Regions from separate parts of the Sus scrofa genome. Here region 2 is linked to region 1. The links are chromatin contacts, called in public HiChIP or PLAC-seq maps. All regions are on one chromosome and are shown on one strand. Each heading gives the region's core, a stretch centred on a gene start, on an enhancer-like site or on the middle of the called end of the contact. The rest is flanking DNA. Distances are from core to core; before and after follow the strand shown. Region 1 overlaps IQSEC2 (IQ motif and SEC7 domain-containing protein 2). Region 2 has its middle 40 kb from the start of MIR98.

Evidence for each region. HiChIP or PLAC-seq counts read pairs in DNA pulled down with a chosen protein or histone mark.
Region 2: a contact with region 1 is called in an H3K27ac HiChIP or PLAC-seq map of alveolar macrophages. The contact joins two enhancer-like sites. A contact is called at or near these places in 1 of 47 Hi-C or Micro-C datasets (embryonic fibroblasts) and 2 of 2 datasets of contacts at active chromatin or transcription factors (alveolar macrophages and skeletal muscle).

The regions. Positions count from the first base shown.
Region 1 is chrX:46,063,016-46,069,329 of Sscrofa11.1, reverse strand. It overlaps IQSEC2 (IQ motif and SEC7 domain-containing protein 2), which reads left to right. Exons shown (of 17, transcript XM_021079683.1): 2 at 1,704-1,733. Among named protein-coding and RNA genes, the nearest start is that of IQSEC2, 29 kb to the left of the region's middle. Within about 2 kb of position 3,794, at least 3 of the 83 cell types and tissues checked have an H3K27ac peak or open chromatin away from gene starts, as enhancers often do. A contact at or near this core is called in alveolar macrophages, where this site is marked.
Region 2 is chrX:46,259,668-46,265,981 of Sscrofa11.1, reverse strand. No RefSeq gene overlaps it. Among named protein-coding and RNA genes, the nearest start is that of MIR98, 40 kb to the left of the region's middle. Within about 2 kb of position 3,946, at least 12 of the 83 cell types and tissues checked have an H3K27ac peak or open chromatin away from gene starts, as enhancers often do. A contact at or near this core is called in alveolar macrophages, where this site is marked.

The DNA of each region.
Region 1 (6,314 bases), core at 2,545-5,044:
TGAATAAGTGTGTGCTGGGGGTGTGGGGGGTGGTGGTAAGGAGACCAGCCTGCTTGGAGCAGAGGGTTTTCTTAGGGAAAAAAGCTGAGAGGCTTGGCCTCAATTCTATGGACAGTTGGGGAGTCATCGAATTAGGCTCCTCTGATCTGGTACGTGCGCACTATTGAGCTAGGTCTCCAAAGCAATCTTGTTGCTTCAGAGCGAGATGGAAAGTTTTAATAAATGTGAAAAGGTGCTCTGAGGCCCCGGTCCCCTGTCCCTTCAGGGGGCTGTGAAGGCCCATTGTCATTGGCTGAGCAGGCCCCGGGCTGAGCCTCACAGCCACCCCACTCCCATGCCCCCTCCCATCCCTGTCATGTCATTTTGCAAGTGAAAAAGCTGAGGCCGGCCATGGGCCATCCTTCAGGGAGTGCCTTCCCCAGGATTATATGGCTAGTAAGTAGCAGAACTGGAAGCACGGGCCTCACCCACTGTCTGCACTCCTGCACCCCATGGGCTGGGGCAGGGGTTGGGGTGGGAAGGGGGATGGGGTGTGGGGCGAGATGGGGGGGGCACTCCATTCATTCTGAGCTCCACCTCCCCTCCCCTCTCACTTTGCGCACAGCATAGACGACTCCCCCCGACTCAGGTCCCCTCACTAAGGTCTCTCCTTGGTTCTCTCACCTGAGGACCAAGCCTGTGACATCTTCATCTCTGCTTCCTCCACAGTCCTCAATAGGGGAGAGGAGGAGGAGGAAGAGGACAGAGAGGACAGGAACGCTGCTTCACACGCTCTCCCCGCTCCTTCCAAGTGCCCTGGTCCTTCTTCCTCCCCTTCCCACCCCCACTGTCCCTCTCCTACACACACACACACACACACACACACACGCACACGCACACGCACACGCACACACACACACCCTTTTTAGGGAGGAGCAGCCAGAGGGCTGTGGTTCTGATTTCCCTCATTTGCTCAGTCCCCTCAAAGCTGTCCCCAAAGCCATTCTCTTCTCTTGCCCTTCCTTTGCCTCTGAGGTGGGGGCTCACTATGAAGAAGGCAGACCAGTGTAGTAGAAAGGAGCCCAGCAGCTGACTCACTCACCCTCTCAGCCTCATTCTCTTCATCCGGAAAATAAGCAGGTTGGACCAGGCAATTGGCAAAGCCTTTTCTATGTTGTTAATAATACCTGGCATTTGTCTGCTGGGTTCCAAAGGGCTTAATCATCCCAACAGCCCTGCGAAGATTGGCCTTGTGTTACAAGCGGGGAGACTGAGGCTCAGATTCCAGGCAGGGAGGTGACTTACCCAGATCTGGTAAGTGGCAGAGCCACTATCTGAGCCAGGTCTCTCTGTGTTTAAACCTCGGGCTCTGCCTCTTCCTGCAGCTACAGGCTGCCTCTCAGCCACTCCAAGGAAGACCCCTCACCATGAGCCCACGAGGCTAGAACATGGTTGGTTCCTGGCACCTACTCGACCTCACCCCCAGCCACCCTTCCCCTCACTCACTCCACCCCAGCCACGCTGTCCTCCTCTTTGTCCCAGCAACTGGCCAGGCCCTCCGCCATCTCATGGCCTTTTGCACTGGCTATTCTTTCTGCACGAAATGCCCTACCCCTCATTTTCACGATGCATATTAGCTCTCAAGGCTGCTGCATAGGGCAGAGGGAGAGGGGGAATAGAGGGTATGTGCTGACTCTTGGTTTTTTCCTCTCTTTCTCTTTCAGATCTGATGGTGAGAATTCCAGAACAGTCAGGTCAGTACCTCCTTTTTTTGATAGTAGTTGGGAAATGGGGCAGGGACTGGGGTGGGGACCTCTGGTTTGTCACTTCAGGATCCATGGGAGGGGCAGGGGGGCCAACTCCAGGGGTTTTGTCCCACTGGCATTAAGGGTGGAGATGGAGAGGAGCAGGAGGGCCAGGGTGAATGTGGCAGGTGCGGGGACGGGGTCGTAAATGGTTCCTTAGTCTTTCTGACCCTAGCCGACTCGGGGGCTTGGTTGGACACTGAAGAGGCTCATGTGAGCTGCCCAGATGGGAAAGCTGACCTGCAAAGAGGTCGGCTCTGGACCCAGGACCTTCTCCATCTCTCCTCCCAGGGGAAGAGGGCACGATAGAATTGCCGTTTCCCTGATCTGGTGTTTGCCCTTTTCCCTGAACTGTGCTAGCCCTGAGTAGTGCGATTCGGATGGGCTTTTGATGTGACACATTCTAGGCATTAGAAATATGCATTATGGTAACAAGAGCACTTTTTTTTTTTTGCATGCTTGGTGAAAAAGGCTTATAAGCTTCAGTGAGTTTACAGGGTGTGATCGATCTGCCATTTGAAGAGGTGGGGGTAAAACTGGGGTAGAGACAAGGGCTGTTAGTCGCATTTCCCAGGCCTTAACCCATCAGAAGCTTGGTGAAAACACAAGGGTCAAGGATAGGGACTATGTGGGAGTGATGGGGGGCTCAGGATAGAGCCCAGTTGGCCAGCATCCAGGCCAGGGGCTATGGACTGGGCCTGTGAAATGAGATGGGTCCAGGCAGCAGCAGCATGAGAAGGACACACTTGGTCCCAGCCAGGGCTGAGACTGAAATACAGCACCGATGTGAAGAGTAGAATCCTCTGAGTGGATCAGTTGGAGGCATGTTCCCTTTCCACCAGGCTCCTGCAGCCCCTCATCAGGGTTCCCCGGCTTGATGAGCCGAGCACAGATTGAATTTCAGCCCAGACTCATGCCCTCTCAGCTGCAAACCCTTGTGTAAGGCACAGCTTGCCCGGCCATATGCAGCGGCCCAGGTCCTGGCATCCAGGCGGTGGATATGGGAGGGGGGCCGAGGAGCTCAGCATACAGACGGTGATGCGTGATGAGACACACCGAGTCTTAGCATCCCAGGCAGAAGGGACGGGATGAGCACACCGGTGCCCTGGGCCAAGGTAGGGGCTGTGGGATGGGAAGCACGCTCTGTTAGGCCAGCAGGAAAGCAGGGGAAGCGTGATAGATGCCAGTCAGGCCCAGTGTTCCAGGCAAGGGGTAGATGACGGGATGTGATTAGTGTGGCCTGGGCACAGCCTATCCTAGCATTTAGGAAGGCATTAACCTAGCAGAGGACACTGATCCCAATGTCCCACTGTGGGTTTGGAGAAAAGCAAGTTGAGCTGACTCCAAGCATAGGCCCCCAAGGCACCCCCGTTGACATGCCTGCTACTTATCCAGGAACTCGACTGACAATGTCCCTAGCTCTTCCCAGCAGAGGAGTTCCTAGGACCTAAAGCTCAGGGTGTTTCATAATTATCATAATCCTAAATCATATGATGACATACTTTACAACTTACAGAAGTTGCCAGGGACTTTCTTTTGTTTGATCCTCCCAGTGACACTGTAGGTGGAACCTGGACTGGCCTTATCATCATTATTTTACAGTTGGGGAAACTGAGCCCCGGGCTGGTTCTAGGTTTTGCCCATAGCCACGCAACTGATTTTTGGCGGAGGCAGGATTCAAACCCAGGTCTGCCTGGCAACAAGCCCAGAACCCTGCCCACGCCCATCCCTGCAGGAGCTCTCGACAGCCTTGCAGATAAGAATAGTCCTCCTCATCCTCACCCTAATATTAGTAGTCATAGCAGTTAGCATCTCCTCTTGATATACTAAGAACTCTGAACATGATCTTATTTAATGCTCACGAGAGCCCAATTAGACGCGGACTGGGATCCCCGATTTACGAATGAGGAAAATGAGGTTCCCCAGAGGGTCAGTGTCTTGCCCAAGGAAGGAAGAGCAATGGGGCAGGGCGGCATCACTCTGACTCATACCCTGGACTGTCTGCTTCCAAAGCCAGCACTTGTCTCACTAAGATGTACTTCCCGACAGCCACCCTGGACTCCAGTCAAGGAGGCTACAAGGGGCCTTGAGGACACAGCAACTGCCGGGGAGCAAGTGTCAAACTTGGGCTGTGGAAGGGGCCTAAGATACCACTCATGGGGCAAAAATCTTGCAAACATGGTGGAATAGATCCTTTACCTTGGAACCAGGGCTGGGTGGGGTCTTCTGAGGAGGCTCTCAGGACCTGCATGGAAATTCTTGAGCTCACTTCAGTTAGGGCTCAGGGAGAGCTTTCTGGAGACAGTGGGTGTCTGAGCTGGGCTGTGAGTGACTGTCACGCAGACTTTGTAGAAGGAGGGTGTCCCTGGAAATGAAACAAGCAGGCATCGGGGGCGGGGGGGAAGGAGAGGGGGCCAGTCAGTCAGGCTAAAACAGATCTGGGCAGGAGAGGAACAAATGTCAAAATTCAGAAGGCTGGTCTGGTCAGGCCTGGGCCGCAAGACACCTTCTGTCATCAGTGAGAGCTAGGGGAAGCTGGGCTCTGCAGCACAGAAAGGGCAGCACCTGGATCTAGGCATCGGGTTCCAGGGTCCTGATCTAAACATCGTGTGTGTGGAGGGGAAAGCTTAAGAAGGTAGAAGAAACACCAAGTAGGAGTTCCCGTTGTGGCTCAGCAGTGACGCATCTGACTGATATCCATGAGGACGCAGATTTGATTCCTAGCCTCCCTCAATGGGTTAAGGATCCAGCGTTGCTGTGGCTGTGGTGTAGGCCGGCAGCTGCAGCTCCAATTTGACCCCTAGCCTGGGAACTTCCATGTGCCGTGGGTGTAGCCCCCCCCCCCCAAAAAAAAAAGGACCAGAAGAAGAAGAAGAAGAAGAAGAAACACCAAGTAGAGGAGCTATCCCTCCACTGTCGTGGGAGTAGAACAGCAAGGAGTGGTCCCAGGCATGAGGACTTCCAGGTATGGGGTGCCAGGGGAAGTGTGGAGTCTAATTAGAGCTGAACAGCTGGTATCTCGAGAGGACTGTGAGCAGAGGAAGGTGTCTGGACCTCCTATAGATCCATGAGAAGTTGTCAGACCTACAGGCACCTTAAACCCAGGTCCAGAAAGGGACTGGCTATGGCTCAAGGTCACACACTAGCTCTCAGCAAGGCCTGCTTCCCAGCTGTCTGTTCTTTGCCAAGTCACTTGGCTTCTCTGATCCTAACTTTCCTCATCCTTAAAATGGAGTCAATAATTCTGACTTCTTTGGGTTGAGGAGAGAACTTAAAGCGATGCTCAGCATAAAATAGTGGCTCAACACACGGCAGTGCCCTGCCCTCCGCTGTCACTGTCCACTAACCCAATCCTTTGTCATTTATGGGATAGTCAAGCTTGAGAAATGTGGAGAGGGGTAAAACTTGGAAACGGAGGGGCAGGGGCTTCTGCCAGCAGCAGAGGAGGTCAGTCCAGTCCTAAAGGCATTGCTGATGCAGTAAGGGTCAGGCTGGGGCGCTGGGGACTGGGCTGGGGTTGCCAGGCACGCAAGGATGAGAGCCAGAGGAGGTGGCCTGTTGCTAGGGAAGGAGGGAGGGGGTGGGGGAGCTGCTGACACCCGCAGAGCCAGGGACGTCCCCATGGCAACGGGAGCCGCTGCTGCCGGAGGAGAAGTGGGAGGAGGAGCCAGCGCTGGCTCAGTTCCCAGAGGAGGCCTCCCACTCTGGGCCTCAGTGCCCCCATCTGTCCAACGGGAGTTTGGATTCGATAGTCTCTAAGATTCTTCCTTGTTTTGACCTTCTGGCAATCCAGGGTGGCCGAGACCTCACGGACCTTCCGTGGCTCCCCCATCCACATGTCCAAGACACCACCAGTCCCCAGGGCTGCCCCAGCTGCATCCAACTCTTCCCTCCCGCGCTGCCTCCTGTTCTGCGCAGCCTGCTTGCCCCTCCTGCCCAGCTCTCTGTTCCCACCTCTTCCTTTGCCTGGAATTTTGTCATAGTGCCTGCTGAATGCTCTCTGCCCCCCCCTGGGGGGGGGTTGGGGAGGGAAGCAACCTGGGGAAGCCTTCCCCGAGTTGCCCCCTGTCCACCCTGACTGCTTCCTCCTTCCTGGGTTTCTTTGGCCCCCCAGGTCTGAGCTCCTCCTGCTCCCCTCAGTGATCATTGCTGCAAATGCATTGCGCTGCTTCTGAGAGCTGAGCTCCCCTTGACAGGTTCAAACCTTTACAGTAAATCTATGGTGTCACATCGCGAATCTCTGTTTCTCCATATGAGCCAGTGCTCTGGGAGCTTATGTGGCTGGTCTGAGCTCCCTCAGGTCCTAGGTGGTGGAGCCAGTCTTGGAACTGCGTAATTGCTGCCTCCTCAGGCCTCGGGTGGGGTGTGATTTATCAGCGTCAGCAGCCATTTGCTTAGTGACAGCTAGAGCCCATATATGCCGGCCACTGTGCTGGGCACTTTACCTGTATCCTCTCATTTCATCTTCACAATAATCTTATAGGCTATATAATCTAGTCACTTTATAGGTAAGGCAACTAAGACTCAGAG
Region 2 (6,314 bases), core at 2,697-5,196, 200 kb before region 1:
GAAACTCATTTCACAGCAAAGGACATGTAGCAATATGTTCATGCCTATGGAATTAACTGGTCTTACCACATGCCACATCATCTGGAAGTAGCTGGCCTAATTGAGAGGTGGAATGGCTTTGAAGACTCAGTTATAATGCTAGCTGGGACAACACCCTAAATGGATGGGATTCTATTTTATAGGGTGCAGTATACACCCTGAATCAGAGACCCTTATACCTGATCTCCCCCCATAGCCAGTATAAATGGGTCCTGAAATCAAGGGTAGAAGTAGGCATGGCTCCACTATTACACTTAATAACCCACTTGCAAAATTTTTGTTTCCTATCTTGGCAACTTTGAGCTCTGCATGTTGGATATCCAAGGCCCTCTGATTGATTTTTTTTTTTTTTTTTTTTTTTTTGCCTTTTAGGGCCGCACGCATGGCATATGGAATTTCCCAGGCTAGGGGTCTGTGATAGGCCTATGCCACAGCCACAGCAACGCAGAATCTCAGCTACATCTGTGACCTACACCACAGTTCATAGCAATGCCGGATCCTTAACCAACTGATGGAGGCCAGGGATCCAACCCACATCCTCGTGGATACTAGTCAGATTCGTTACCACTGAGCCACAATGGGAACTCCAGTGACTATCTTTGAGCTGGGACATCAATCTTTTTCTGCTGAAAAATCAAACGCAGAATATCATCCTACAACTGGTTGAATTACAATGCAAGTTGAACTCCTAGACTCACAGGATGTCTACCAGTAAACTGAGGCAGGAGTTCCTGTCGTGGCTCAGCAGAAATAAATCTATTAGCCATGAGGATGCAGGTTCGATCCCTGGCCTCGCTCAGCGGGTTAAGGATCCAGTGTTGCCGTGAGCTGTGGTATAGGTCGCAGATGCAGCTCGGATCCCACGTTGCTGTGGCTGCGGCGTAGGCTGGGAGCATCAGTTCCGATTTGACCCCTTGCCTGGGAAGTTCCGTATGGCAAGGGTGCGGGCCCTAAAAAGCAAAAATAAATAAATAAGTAAACTGAGGGCATCGATGTGGAAGGAACAGGATCCTGTATGATGGATGGGTAGATGTGAGAAGACCCACATGAAGCTGGGGACACTGTGCCCTAAATTCTGATAAGTCTTCTTTGCCAGTGGGAGAGGCCTCTACCAGGGGGCACATTGATGGTTATACTGAATTGAAAGTTCAGACATTTTTTCTTTTTTTTTTCTTTTTTTTTGGTCTTTTTGCCATTTCTTGGGCCGCTCCTGCGGCATATGGAGGTTCCCAGGCTAGGGGTCTAATCGGAGCTGTAGCTGCCAGCCTACACCAGAGCCACAGCAACGCGGGATCCGAGCCGCGTCTGCAACCTACACCACAGCTCACGGCAACGCCGGATCCTTAACCCACTGAGCAAGGCCAGGGATCGAACCCGCAACATTATGGTTCCTAGTCAGATTCGCTAACCACTGCGCCACAAGGGGAACTCCAGAAGTTCAGACATTTTGAGCTCTATGCCAATAAGGAAACTATAGGAGAAAAAAAATGGGAGGAGATAGAGTTAATTTACTGGCTGGAATCTTCACTATCAAGGAGAAAGCAGGTTGCTGCTGCACAAAGAAGGCATAGAGGACTATATCTACAAGCCATAGGATTATTTGGGGTGCCTCTTAGTCCTTCTGTACCCAATAGTAAAAAATAATCGAAAAACAAAAATAAAAAAAGGGATCTAATTAAACTCAAAAGCTTTTTGCACAGCGAAGGAAACCATTCAAAAGATTAAAAGACAACCTACAGAATGGGAGAAAATCTTTGCAAACAAGGCAACTGGCAGGGGCCTATCTCCAACATATACAAACAACTCATACAACTCAACAACAAAAATACAAACAACCCAATCGAAAAATGGGCAGAAGATCTAAATAGACATTTCTCCAAAGACATACAGATGGCCAATAGGCACATGAAAAAATGCTCAACGTCACTAATTATCAGAGAAATGAAAATCAAAACCTCAATGAGGTACCACCTCACACTGGTCAGAATGGCCATCATTAACAAGTCAACAAATAACAAATGCTGGAGAGAGTGGAAAGAAAAGTGAGCCCTCCTTCACTGTTGGTGGGAATGTAAATTGGTACAACCACTATTGAGAACAGTATGAAGGTACCTTAGAAAACTAAATATATGGAGTTCCCGTCGTGGCGCAGTGGTTAACGAATCCGACTAGGAACCATGAGGTTGTGGGTTCCATCCCTGGCCTTGCTCAGTGGGTTAAGGATCTAGCATTGCTGTGAGCTGTGGGACGCGGCTCGGATCCCGCGTTGCTGTGGCTCTGGCGTAGGCTGGCAGCTACACCTCCGATTCGACCCCTAGCCTGGGAACCTCCATATGCCGCAGGAGCGGCTCAAGAAAAGGCAAAAAGACAAAAAAGAAAGAAAGAAAGAAAGAAAGAAAGAAAGGAAGGAAGGAAGGAAGGAAGGAAGGAAGGAAGGAAGGAAGGAAGAAAGAAAGAAAGAAAGAAAGAAAGAAAGAAAGAAAGAAAGAAAGAAAGAAAGAAAGAAAGAAAGAAAGAAAGAAAAACTAAATATAGAACTACCATATGATCCAGCAATCCCACTTCTGGGCATATATCTGGACAAAACTTTCGTTGAAAAAGATGCATGTACCCCTGTGTTCATTGCAGCACTACTCAACAATAGCCAAGACATAGAAACAACCTAAATGTCCATCGACAGATGAATGATGGATCAACTGCATCTTGGAAGCGCTAGGACACAGGTTTGATCCACAGCCTGGCACAGTGGGTTAAGGATCTGTGTAGGTCAGCAGCTATAGTTCAGATTTGACCCCTAGCCTGGAAACTTCCATATGCCACAGGTGTGGCCCTTAAAAAAGAAAAAAAAAATCCCAAAACAAACAACAACATAAATGAATGCTATTTTAAGCTTGCTTGTTTTCTTTTTCTTATATTGACATGTTTATTTGTATATGATGGCTACTTTCCTTTTCTCTCTCCATCCTGTTTTTACTTTATATCATTTTTGTTGTGTATACAAATGCTGTTAGAAGTTAATTTTACAAATTAATCTTATTTTTATTTTTTTGTCTTTTTAGGGCTGCACCCGCAGCATATGGAGGTTCCCAGCCTAGGGGTCTCATTGGAGATGTTGCCGCCGGCCTACACCACAGCCCCAGCAATGCAAGATCCGAGCCACGTCTGCGACCTACACCACAGCTCATGGCAACGCCGGATCCTTAACCCACCGAGCGAGGTCAGGAATGGGACCCACAACCTCATGGTTCCTAGTCATTTCATTTCCGCTACGCCAAGATGGGAACTCCAAATAATAGAGTATCAGTGGGACTGTGACTAAAATTGAGAAATAATTTACCCAGACAGCAATGGGTACAATGATTCTTGGGAGTGTGTGTCTCTTCATTTTCGGGAAAGGGTGGTAACTTTGTTACAAGAAGAATAGCTATATCTTGTCCAGTACAAGTAGAATTGTTTTTGTGCACGAATTCTAATGTGAGTAGAAGGGCACACACAGAAGCTGGGTAGTCAAAGGGGTGGATTATTGGGTCATTTATTGATTTTTGCCTCTTGGCTTCAAATTCACTGTTTATGCCTGCTCTACACAAATGGATTGGGTCCATTCAGTTTTTTCCTTTGCCAGCTGGCACTAGAGCTTTGCCAGTAGAGGGCACTGAAGAGACATTGCAAGGAGGAAAATGGATTTGCTTCCTGGTTCTGGTCTGCCCACTCCGCAGGGTCCTGTGGCACATACAGCTTTCTCCAACATCTCTGTCTTAAAACACACACACATTCTCCAGTGTCTGGCTCCTGCCATGTGTGGTGACCACCAGCACTCAGGGTCCAGCAGCTCCTCCCTGATCCTTCATCAGCCAGCTTAGTAGCAGTTTGGTCCTGGCTTCTGAAGCTCTCACAGAGTCTCCATTCTCAAGTTCTTGCAACACAGGGCAACCAGCAGTGCCCAGCAACTTCCTCTGGCACACTCCCTCCTTTGTAGCAGAGTGCTTCTGATGACACATCTCCACAGAAACAGCATTCTTCTGGACCCAGAGGGTGGATTTCTGGTAAGTTCCAGAAAGCAGATTTCTAGCAAGTTCCACCATCCAAAGAACAACAACCATTCGTTCTCCAACAGGGACTGGATCTCAGCTCTGAGTTTGGGGGGGTGGGGTGGTGTAGGGTCTTCCCTGGGTGCTGTACTTCAGCTCTGCTCATGCTTTGCTCTATCTTCTTGAATGTATGAATTACATTTATAATTGCTTTGGGATTTTTTTTTTTTTTTTTTTTTTTTTTTTTTTTTTTTTTTGCTTTTTAGGGCTGCACTTGCAGCATATGGCAGTTTCCAGACTAGGGGTAGAGTCAGAGTTACAGCTGCCAGCCTACACCACAGCCACAGCAACACGGGATCCAAGCCACGTCTGTGACCTACACCACAGCTCACAGCAATGCCAGATCCTTAACCCACTGAGCAAGGCCAGGAATCGAACCTGTGCGCTCATGGATGTTAGTCAGATTCATTTCTGCTGAGCCACAATGGGAACTCCATCCTGTTGTCTAATGTCTAGAAACCACTGTTCAATATATTTTATCTAGTTTTTTAGTTGTTTAAGGTAAAAGTAAATCTAGTCCTTGTTACTCCATCATGGTTGGAAACAATCATCACCCAACTTTCTTTTCTGACCCAACTCCTGAGATGTTGCCTTCTAGAACTCACGCTGAGTCATCAGCAGAATCCCTCCATCCTCAACCTCTTCTCTGAAAGTTGAGTTTGCCTTCTTGCTTCAGCAGGAACATGAATCTTCCCAGACAATAGTACATCTCTCTTGAATACTGAATTCCCTCTCATAGTTCCCATACCAGTGATTTAGGAGATATAGCTGTCCTTGCACACGTGCACACACACACACATGTCCCAAGACCATACTCAAGAAGTCCTCCAGCTCCTTTGAGGCACAAACATCAGTCTACAAGGCTTTCTCTGTGTCTTTGTTACAGTCATCTACCACATCCCTCACCAAGCCTCCTTGGGTTTTGAAAATTTTCTTTTCTTGGCTCACTGTCACTCTCTCCAACTCCTCTCTTGTTCAGAATCTTGGGGATTTCAAAATCTACATGATGGTGGATTCAAAATACACATTCCAAGCCTCTGGCCTCACTGTTCCCTGAGTTCTTCTTCTCCATTGATGTTGTACCCACCCTCCTTCAGCCATCCATACCCATCATTCTTTGACCACCACCTCCTTTTTTCCAACTCACTTTCCTTTTTGTATTAGTCAGAGTTTTCCAGATAAACAGAAACAAGAGGATGTACATGAAGAGATTTATAAGGAACTGGCCTGTACAACGACAGAGGCTGACAAGTCCCAAGATCTTCATGGCGGTGACTTAGCAAGCTGAAGAGCCAGGGGAGCCAATGGTATAGTTCCTATCCAAACCTGAAGTCCTAAGAACCCAGAACTGTTGGTGTAGTTCCAGTTCGCAGGCCAGCAAGCTCAAGACTGAGTCACTATTTCAGTTCACAAAGGCAGGAAAAACAGATATCCCAGTTCGAAGAAAGCAGTCAGGCGGAGGAATTCGGTTTCACCTGCCTTTTTGTTCTATTCAGGCCATCGACAGATTGGATGAGGCCAATCTGCATCGGGGAGGGCAATCTACTTTACTCAGGCTACTGATTTAAATGTTTCTATGTTTCGTTTCTTTTCCTTTCCTTTTTTTTTTTTTTTGTGTGTGTGTGTTGTTGTTGTTGTTGTTTGTTTTTGTCTTTTTCTGCAGCATATGGAAGTTCCCCAGCCAGGGACCAAATCCAAGCCACAGTTTAGACCTATGCCACAGCTGCAACAATGGGAGATCCTTAACCCACTGCACCACAGCAAGAACTCCTGATTTAAATGTTAATCTCACCCAAAATCACCCTTACAGGAGTTCTCCTCGTGGCTCAGCAGAAATGAATCTGATTGGCATCCATGAGGACTCAGGTTTTATCCCTGGCCTCACTCAGTGGGTTAAAGATCGGGTGTTGCGGTGAGCTGTGGTGTCATAGACATGGCTCAGACCCTGTGTTGCTGTGGCTGTTGTGTAGACTAACGGCTACAGCTCCGATTTGACCCCTAGTCTCGGAAACTCCATATGCCTCGGGTGTGGCCGTAAGAAAAAAAGACAAAATCACCCTCACACAAACACCTAGAATAATGTTTCACTAAATATCTGGGCACCCCATGGCACAAATCCACCCTTGTCAACGTGGCACACACACACATCTCCTTAAGTCATATTTAATCCCCAAATGATGATAACAA